Regions from separate parts of the Hordeum vulgare genome. Here region 2 is linked to region 1. A link is a contact called in public Hi-C data. All regions are on one chromosome and are shown on one strand. Each heading gives the region's core, a stretch centred on a gene start, on an enhancer-like site or on the middle of the called end of the contact. The rest is flanking DNA. Distances are from core to core; before and after follow the strand shown.

Evidence for each region. Hi-C and Micro-C count contacts between places; a contact is called where the count stands out from the background.
Region 2: a Hi-C map of leaf shows a contact between it and region 1, with 5 times the contacts expected there. The contact joins the promoter of LOC123444214 here to the enhancer-like site in region 1. A contact is called at or near these places in 2 of 6 Hi-C or Micro-C datasets (leaf and seedling) and 1 of 1 datasets of contacts at active chromatin or transcription factors (embryo).

Annotation. Positions count from the first base shown.
Region 1 is chr3H:451,736,043-451,741,427 of MorexV3_pseudomolecules_assembly, reverse strand. No RefSeq gene overlaps it. Among protein-coding and RNA genes, the nearest start is that of LOC123441848, 13 kb to the left of the region's middle. Within about 2 kb of position 1,482, at least 1 of the 3 cell types and tissues checked has open chromatin away from gene starts, as enhancers often do. A contact at or near this core is called in leaf, where this site is marked.
Region 2 is chr3H:451,892,294-451,897,668 of MorexV3_pseudomolecules_assembly, reverse strand. It overlaps LOC123444214 (cytochrome c1-like), which reads right to left and starts at 3,804. Exons shown (of 4, transcript XM_045120867.1): 1 at 3,486-3,804; 2 at 2,688-3,178; 3 at 2,491-2,598; 4 at 292-716. The coding sequence starts at 3,663. The coding sequence ends at 2,497.

The DNA of each region.
Region 1 (5,385 bases), core at 233-2,732:
AGCAAACACTCCAGCAAATCGGTCGTTGCAGGTGACGAGATTGAAGAAGATGCTATTTATTTTATAGACAACGGTGAAGTATTCAATCTAAGATTAAAAACTACAAGCCCCCCAAATGAATATTTCGGCTTTGATGCCATGTGGCTATTTTATCCCAGTTCTTTCTAGATCATAGTTTTTTTAGGATAAATCATAGTCTTTTTATTAGGGAAAAGATAGATCGTAGTATATTGTATTGGAGTAGTTGTTTACCGAAACTTGTAAGAGCAAACTATTACACGTATATAAATTAATGTGTTTTAATCTAGGGAAAATCTAACTAGTAGCATGCACACGCCTATCCTTCCGTGCGGCGGGACGCTGGTGACGTGCCGCGCTTCATCCAGCAGCTCAGAGAGAAGGCCGCATACTAATTCGAGTCAACCTTATCCACATATCATTCTCCCTCCCTCTCTCTCACGTATGTCCCCATCTCTTTTGCCTGTTCCCCTCCTCGTTCTTCTCGTGTGTTCCCCTTCACCTCCATGGATGCTTTCTATCTTTGTAGATTCCCTGCTACAACCACCTCACACCACCTTCTTCCTCCACGAATCAATCTTTCTCTTAACTCCACATCACGCTGTCATTACGGATGATGCAAAGAAGGCCCCAAAGATGATGCCCCCATCAAGCATTAGATAGCAAAATGATTTGGTATGTTATGATTTTGAGCTTGGGCTATACAATTGATATGATCTTCCCACTTCCCTTTCTTGCCTCTATTTTAATTAACATGACAATTTTTAGGATTCACAATGAATTCTGGCAACGAATTCTGTAGCGACTACTACGAAGTTCTAATCTGGCAACTAGGTACTTTTATTTCTGAGAAGTAAGCATTCTCTAACTTGGCAACCTGGTTTATCTATTCTGACAAGTTCATATAATTAATTCTGAAAATTATGGGGTAAACATGTACAACAAATTCGAGTATGGGAGTCTCGGCCACTATTCTGGCAACGGGATTCAACCAATCTGACAACCTGATTAAATTAATCTGGTAGTTAAGAGTAGCCGTAAAATCCAAACATGGCAAGCTCAACAACTAAGTTTTTTTCTTTTTGCGAATGAAGCGCAACAGTTAATCTGACAACCTGATATAAATAATCTAGAAATTTGATACAACTTATCCGGAAACTAGGGAGTAGGTAAGTACGAAAATCAAAATTTTGCAGCTTACATTGTCTTCTTTCCTTCAAAACCTTCATTTTATCATTGGTTTCCTCCCTAATGTTTTGTTCGTGAAAGCAGATCTAATGACCAACATCACTGCAAGTCTGTTGGAGAAGGAGCTAATGGTTAGACATAGTGAAAGCGACACGGGATCGTAGGTGAAGCCTTTTTGTTGAAAAAAGAAGTACGAAGGGCAACGTGAAAGCGACAGGTAAAAGTAGGCTCATGCGTGTCCTACCAACAAACAAACAGTTGTAAAACAAAACATTTTTTATGCATGGTGTATCCAGCAGCCGTCGCACTGAAAGATACATATGCGGTGCCGCTGTGTAGTGGTGTTCTTTAATATTATTATTTTTGTAGACACGTTTGAAGCGTTTTTTGCATTGCCTTTCTAGAGACAAGGCAAACAGATATAGTACGGAGTATCTGTTTTTTTTTTTCACACCGCATTCGTCTCCTTTGTTATACACATGTATCTTCCCCGCAAAAAAACATGTACTCCCTCCGTTCCTAAATATAAGTCTTTTTAGATGTTTCACTAAAAGTCTACATATGGATCTATATCGACACATTTTAAAGTGTAAATTCATTCATTTTGCTATGTATGTAGTCTCCTAATTGAATTTCTAAAAAGACTTATACTCCCTCCGTCCCAAAATAAATGTCTTAAGCTTAATATAATTTTGTACTAGAGCTAGTACAAAGTTAAGACGGTTATTTTGAAACGGAGGGAGTATTTAGGAACGAAGGGAGTATGTGTGTATGTACATGTTGCCTGGCAGCAGCGGGAAAAGCCAAATATGACAGCTGCTACAAATCAACTGGATGATTTTCTAAAGAAATCATCCAGCTCGCCAGCCATATGATTTATGCGCTGATTACTGTCCGATCACATCAACACTATGGCAGAACGGAGCCTGCGACACGTTCTATGCAGCACTGATGGCATTCGACAATGTTACATTGTAGCTCTCTTGGCAGCACCCACAGCGGCCGGTGAAGCTCCATTACAGCCCCGCCGAAGCTCCAACGCAGCATATATGGCTCCGGCGAAGCTTCATTGCAACTCCGGCGGAGCTCCATTGCAGCACCGATAGATCCGGTGAAGCTCCATTGCAACTCCACGAAGGTCCATTGCATCCCCGTCGGAGCACCAACGCAGCACCGACGGCTCCGGCGAAGCTCGTTGCAACTCCGTCGAAGCTTCGTTGCAACCCCGGCGAAAAGATGAAGCGGGAGATGCGGCAGTGATGCCAGCGCCGAGAGCTCATCGTCGCCGTACTTCAAGCGCATGCAACGCCACACCTTCCACAAACACGTACCTTCCTCTCCCCGTGTTGCTATGAATAAGGTGTCGCCGACGAGAACGCTCGCGGCTCACAACACGATGGGTACATTCGACATCACACTCACAGGAGCACGCCGGTAGCACGGGCGAGCAGCGATGACGTCTCCTCCTATAGCATCGGTGAGGCCGGGCGGCAGGGCCCTTGCAGTAGATCGCAACAGGTTCTCGACTCAGCGAGCGACCGTTGGGTAGCATCCACGATGGCGGCCGCAGCAGCCCCACCCGGCACCCCACGACGACGCCGGTGCACCCCCGCCTTAGAGCAATGGCGACCTTGTGCACGCGGGGTGGTTGGATAGCGATAGCCGGTCCATACATATTCCGGGCCATGGGACGAGACGATAAAATGAGGCCCTTGTGGACAAAATAAAAATTAAGAATATATTGTTTCTCGAAAGAAATTCAGTATATAGCATAGATTGATCGTCCAGAGAACTACATCAGAATAATATGGAAACAATATAGTTCTATAAAAGAGCGCGCTTCTAAGTTGCACAAAAGAGACTATCATCTCGCTCTTTTAAATATGAAAACTTGTCAAAACTGATAGCAACTTGAACATTTTATTTATTTTTCACTTTCTTTTCTCACATATAAACAATTTTCAGAACACATGTCACCAAATAATTACAGAAAAACTGTCAATATATACAGGGAACAAAAGCACGTGAGTATGGGCATATGGCTTGATGTCATATTCACAATGTAGTTTCCGAGATCTACAAGGCTGCAATACTCATTCCCCGTTTCCCGTTCTCATCCCTGGATCGAATGAAGGTTTGAAGAACATGCCAACAAAAGAGTAGAAACTAGGAAGAGAAGAATTGAAGATGTCAGATGGAGAGGCGGGATGTTTAAGAGGAATGAAAAAGAGTACTTGATTAGGCGAAGAAGGGAGACGTACCATCTTTGATGTGGTGATGCCTCAAACGTCTATTGATGGGAAACGTTGAGGATGCAATGAGAGGTGATTGGGGAAGGGGATAGCACTATCGTTCTCCATTAATGGATGCAGGGAGCACCACCTCAAATTTGGAAGTGCACGAGGGGTGGCGTTGTTGTCTGGGATTGGAGAATTTGGGGAAGGAGCCGAGGAGGCGAGGTTTTTTAGGAGCCAAAGAGGCGAGGTGATTGGAGGAGATCGATGGAGTGCTGCAGCAGCCTAGCGAACCAGCAATCGTTTTTTTCCGTCCGGGAGTGCTAGCTACGTGGTGGGCTTGGGCATTTTTCCCTCTAATTTTTTCTACCTAAAGGAAAAAAATATCCTAATACGTAAAATTTACTATTGCCTAGGAAGGGGCCCCTACCTCCCAGGGGCCCAGGGCGGTAGCCCCGTTGCCCCGGCCTATGGGCCGGCCCTGTGGATAGCTGCCTCGGCGCGTGGGTGGGAGAAGCTGAATTGAAGATGGAGCAACGGAGAGGAAAAGGCAGACCGGAGAAAAAGGGGATCACGAGGAGAACTATGAAGTAGATGGATAAGGTACGAGAGATGGAGGAGGGGAAAGCGGATGTGGGCCTTCGAGGACGCGTGTCACTCCAACGGCGGATCAGTCGGTTGAATTTAAGAGTTTTCCATAAAATATATACTACTATCTATTTTATAATATACTCACAAGCCCCTGGCCTAATAAGGATGGCTCATGACCCTTACAGTAAACCCCTCTATTTCAACATGACACTTCACCCAGTTGTCCCTGAGCAAACACCGGTGTCCATAAACAAGGGTTAGCTGACTTGAGGAACTGGGTCGCGACACAAATGGGACATTTGTATTCTTCATCTCTAATATATAATGGAGTTAGACACATGATGTAACCTATGTTGACATAATCTTGCGATCCCTGGCTAGCTAATATTTATTTACCAACATCGATAAGGAAATCATAATGATACTCCCCGTGTGTAGGTATGACATGCTCAACAAAGAATCCCGCCAATTTCTCCTGAATTGCTCGTATGCGATCAGTTGATAGGAGTTCTTCCTGCTTCCGCATGATCTAATTTAAAGAAAGGGTGAAGAATAAACTATTCTGAACCCTGGGTGATTAATAGAGTTTCTATATATATATAAATACAAATAGTTATATTTATATTGAATCACTACGTAAAATTTAACAAAAGAAAAACAATAATATAGGTCATAAGATGAATTTTTTTTTTAAATTTATTGTATTTTTTGCATTATTTTTGTATGTTCATAATTTTACGTGACATAAAATATTTTTATGTTGATTATATTTTTTTGCGGTCTCTTTTTACATATAAAATAAGGTAAAATTTACGAAACGTAAAATTACAGTGCATTGATGTTAAAATAGAGGGGGGTGAAGAATAACTATTCCTTACCCAGGGTAAGGAATAGCGCGACCCATATATACATATATATATATGTATATATATATATATATATATATATGTGTGTGTGTGTGTATATATATATATATGTGTACGTATATATATCTATATATATCTATATATATATATATATATATATATATATATATATATATATATATATATATATATGAAAATAGGTTAGTACTCTTAGGAGTACATTGGCAAAAAGGTCCGTGCGTTGCAACGGATAAAAAAAATCATAATCACCGTAATTCACTTGAAGAAACGAAATAAGCTGTAAAGTATAATTTAAAAAATTTAGTATATGGATGAACACCAACTATATCTACATATATATAGAATGCAAATTACTTGACAAATATGATTGAGGAACTCACATGAAGGTAAAATAGGAAGCATATCAACAACCACCCAAATCTCAATGTTGCGTGGCATATTATCTTCAAGACGAAGATCGAAGGTTA
Region 2 (5,375 bases), core at 2,555-5,054, 150 kb before region 1:
TATGCTGTGGAGCTAGTACTCCCTCCGGTCCTTTTTACTCCGCATATTAGATTTCGGTCAAGTCAAACTTTGACCAAATTTATATTAAAAAATATCAATATCTACAATACCAAATATATACATTATGAAACTACATTTCGTAAAGAATCTAACAATATTAATTTGGCATGATGAATGTTCATAATTTTTTTTATAAGTTTGGTCAAAGTAGAGATACTTTGACTTTGGACAAAACTTATATGCAGAAAAAAAGGACCAGAGGGAGTATTTAAGACGACGATAAAGAACATCTCAAATTGTAACAGAGCCATTAAAAGGGACGTAACAGATGATACCTCCCGACAAATAAGTATAGAAAGTAAAGACCAAAATTTTCACTGTTGACCCACTTTTTAACTCATATGCTACAAGGACAGCAGAACCTAGAACATACTCCACTAGACAAGGGGGGGTAATATTCAGAATACTACACCCAGGATTTTAACCACAACCAATACAATGTAACTTTGCACAGCAAGATACGGTAAACACGGGTGGAGAGAAGCATCAGCTCGATGTCAATTCGAAATCCTTCCAACTCCATCTTCTGCGTGAGCACTCAACGAGCCTAGTTACAAGTACCCATCAGCTTTGCACAACTTTGCATCTTCTGCCTTCTTGCTTCCCAAGTTCCTTCCAATTCATGTACCTGAGCATAACAAGGGCCTTTCATGAAACTGGTAAGGAGATATAAATTAGTATGAATGAAAGGACAAGCACGAGACAGTGCATCATCAGCCAAGATTCATTATCTACATCAAAGGGTCACTATAATCTTTTACGAAGGTGATGTTATCTAAGTCTTGACAGATTCATAAGTTTATTATCCACATTTTCGTACAGATAAAATAATACTCCCTCCGTCCCAAAATTCTTGTCTTAGATTTGTGCACGTTTTAGTATTTTGATATATCCATTTCTAGACAAACCTAAGACAAGAATTTTGGGACGGATGGAGTAGTAAAAATAAAGAGTGCATCGTGGATAGATTGCAGATGCATTCCTCAAATGAAATCAGCCGACTATCCTAGTTAACTGAGTGATATGTTAGTACTTAACAGCTACCGAGTTATCTGTTTTTAAAATGAGTAAGAGCACAGAAAATATCGCTAGAAAAGATGTCTCCTAATTTTCCTCGTGTAGCAGGGAGCAGGTTCTTCAAAATAGCACAAAGAAGGTGTCTCCTAGTCCTCATATGAGCTAGCAGGAAAACAAACATAAAAACACATGAAATTTGGGAAATACTTTTAATATAAATAACATGACTGTTCCCCATTAATATAAAAAATGTAGGGTGCAATTTTGTGTAGATGGATACTGCAATTTGCAATGAAGTTGAATGAATAGTGTGTCCTCATAAATGTTTCATACCTAACAGTGTCCAAATACTACACCGTATAGCATAAGCTCTTGAAACAACTATAGCACATGTTAGGCTTACCAAACTTCTAACATATTCTCTGCCAAATAAATGACTATTAGGATATAAGGAACAGTACTACTCCGGCCTCTCATAAATGCAGCACAATCAAATTTATTCAGGTACCATATCACACAACGCATGCATGGCTCATTGACATCTTCCAGGTAACTCCATCCTAAGCTTTTGATATAAGAAATCAGTTCTTTCATCTTTGTACAAAGCTCATTACATGTATGAGATTATGAATTCTAGCATGATAAGATGCCTCCATACATATTGGAAAGATTTATATGCCCAGAATGGTGCTTCTATTGTACAGATAACTCTTGGTGAAAATAAGGGGAGCATTAAGATTGAAGAAATATTTACATGGTACGAGAGCTACTCTACTAATAAACCTAGCAGTCATAAAAAAATTGAAAGATTAAAAGCCACATGTAAAAATTATCTTAGAGAACTTGTTCAAAGTTTTCTTCTGGCATCATTTTCTCTTAACTCAGTAAAATATGTTTCCAGCTGTAGAAATATGGTGTCAGCAGTTGCGAATACTTTAAGACGGAAAGGTAAAATCACAAGTGCTGCTACATTTGATCCTACAAAAACAATTCAAGACATGTTTGTATTGAATATGATAAGTGCCAATACCAGGAGCATACCAATTTATAAAGAAGGGTCGTGGATTGTGAGCAGAACACGATAGAAAGACAAAGACTTTAATATGTCCCTTTGAACATGAGATGCGGAATTGAAGTTAGTATTTACTGAATGGGCTGTGCTCCTGCCATTTACCGAACAAATGATTCAAGTTCCCCAGTTGCATCCAATTGTTTTAGTACAGATTCCAGATGTTAAGTTATGCATAGGGAATACAAATCTGCATCTCATGTTCAAAGGTGCAGCACACAAGGTTTTGTTCACTCACAATCACACAATTTGCACAGAATTCATACAAACAATTGACTGAATGGCACTCTCAATGAACGAGGAATTATCAAACACAGTCATAACCACGCACAAAACCAACTCACCTGCATCTATCTCTCTGAACCAGCAAAGACATCCAAAATCCCACAGCAATTCCACCATTTTGCCCGATGCCCCGCAGCAGCAACCGCCACTGCCGGTCCCCGTACAACCTGCAGCAAAAGTAATAACCCACCCAATGAGATATCACAGCTTCAAAATACAGGGGATGGATGGCAAACAAGCAGAAACGTTATTGTACCTCTGTAGTCTGCGCAGGAGCTGGCTCACGAGACCGTGACACCTCATCCTTTGCCTCCGGTTCCTGCACCACAGCAGCCGTGTCCGTATCCCTGACCACCACCCCCTCGGCCTTCGTCTCCGTCTCCGGTTGATGCGCAGGATGCACCTTGGCCGTGTCCCGGACCACGACCTCCTCGCTCCTCACCTCTGGTTCCAGCACCTCGGGTGCTTCGGACACCACGACGTCCTGCACCTCCGGTTCCTGCACCACGGCATGCGCCTCCGCCGTCACGTCCACCTTACCCTCTTGCTCCGGATCAGCAGCTTCAGGCGGCAAAGCGTCAACCATGACCTCCTCCCCGGCCTCGCCCGTGGCGCCCTCATCGGCGACCTCGACGGCGCGCTCAACCGGCACCTCCGACGCGGCGCCCTTGCTCTCCTCGTCGGCCACCTCCGCCCTCGGCGTCACCATCTCCTCGGAGCTCTCCATGGAATCCTCGCTTGCGTCCACTGCGCCCACCACCGAACACAAGCACACGGCATCAAAAACACACACACGCATCCATCATCTTGTAGGGCACGAAAGGAGGCGAGGCGAGGCGAGGCGAGGCGAAAAAGGCGAACAGCTCATAAAGCGGGCGGTGGGGGAGGTGCGGGCGGCGCCAGCGGAGGGCGCGCGAATGCCACCCTCGCTGCAAGCGCAAAAGGCGATTCCTGCCCTCCCCGCTGGAGCCGAAAGCGGCGTGGCGCAGATCTGCCCGCGGCTTAAAGAGAGGGGGAGGAGGGGAGGGGTGGGTGCCAAGCCATGCGTGCGTACCGGGAGGAATGGTAAGTTTGATTGGTAGGTGGTTTCCATCGCTGGCGGCGTCGCCGTGGCTCGAGTTATTGCTTCCGTCGTTGTTGTTGGTGGTGGTGGCGCCGCCGTTGGACCCGGCGGGCTGGCCCCCCTGCTGCTTCTTCTTGAGCTTCGCGCGCTTTTTGGCGCCCTTCGGCATGGCGGAATTGGAGGGTGCGGCGCCGGCGATGGAAGGAGGGGAGGAGAGAGGAGGGGAGGAAGGGGAAGGGGGGAGCAGATTTGTTTTGTTGTGGAGGGAGGGAGGGAGGGGATCAGTTTTTGCTAGGTTTACATTACACAGATGGGTCGAATTTGAACGGCGTTATCTTATTTATCTGTGCCGAAAACGTATCGTTTGTTTCTCAAGTTGTACATATTGTTATTTATCCCGAAAATATGTTTAGTTCACTATTAAACTATCCTCGGCAGGTTAATATTGTCATGTTAAAAAGAAACTGAAGTGATAAGTCAACTTATGACGTCTTTCGATGACAATTCCAATCATGAAAGGACTGTAAATTTCATCAACACATATGAAATGTCCAAATTAAACTGAAACACAAAAGTTACACAACTAAAGTTGTTCCGCAAAAAAAGCCCGAGGATTCCCGAGCAATTTGCCCACGGGAGCGTTTCGGTGCGTTTCGTATCAAGAGGAGGCCGCCCCGCCTCCAACACCTTTTTTTTAACGGTGTCTCGGACCTTTTTTAACTCGTCCATTAACCACAACGTGCCCAGCTTGGCTGCATGCGAATCCCCTGATCTAAAAACGGCTGCTCGCTCCAATGGCCATGGGCTGCACCGCAATACGTTTTAGAAGATGACAATTCAACTCCAGGCTGGTACAGCCAATTTGCCACACCCTCTCTCTTTTTCGACACCTTAGTAATAAGTTGATGACACAAGGGCCACACGGTCCTCGTGCGCAGAAAATCGCGTCGACACCTTTTCCCGGTGACAGATGCAGGCTTGTTTCAAAGAGAGCCACACGATCCGGTGCGCTCCTGGACACCAAACCGAACTCGTGCCAGCGGCTCCCCCTTTGCCGCTGTTGGTTTCGACGTGGCCCACGCCGTTTGAGCGCTAGGGGCGCCGGACTGATGTGCCACCTTGACTGATGGACGAACTGGATCCAGAGACTCGCCTATCGGCCCACAGTGGGACGAGGGCGTCGTCTTGGATTGGAAGGGTCGGCCGTCTAATCGAAGATCATCAATTGGACGCATTGGTTTCCACGCCCGTTCCTTCAAGCTTTTTCTTTATTTATTTCTGTCCGTGAAAATGCAGCCGTATGGTTATTGGTGTCTCTGGTCCTTGAGATTTAAATCTGCCCGTCTTCCTTAGAGAGAGACAAAACTGGCCAACTTGAGGATAAGAAAAAGGCCTGGTTATTCGAATCTGGCACTAGTTAACCAGCATGTTATCGCGATCTGAGTGCGAGATTCCTGTTTGAATTGTTTCAAACCTGATTCCGTTTTGTACCAATTCAATATCCAGAGGGACGTACTGTATGATTTAAGTATTCAGGTGCCGCACAAATCCGTTCCCACGCTGTCCCGACGCGACGCATGTGGATGTCAGTGCGGAACACAAGCACCTCAGGCTAACATGCACTCACTCGCTTGGAGCGCGTAATTGTTTATATGGAAGAAAGAAGAAGAAAAAAAGGGCGAAGATGCCCCTGGAAAAGGACTGGGGAGCGCTGGTTAGCGTGTAGTTCCTCCTCGACCGTCTGTATGGCTCCATGTTGCACGTATCATCATACCATGGATGAGACCGGGCCTACATTAAACCAGCATGAGAATGACATAAATGATTCCGTGGCTATTCTTCTAAAAACATATGGGAACCAACAGTGACATGTAATCTGAA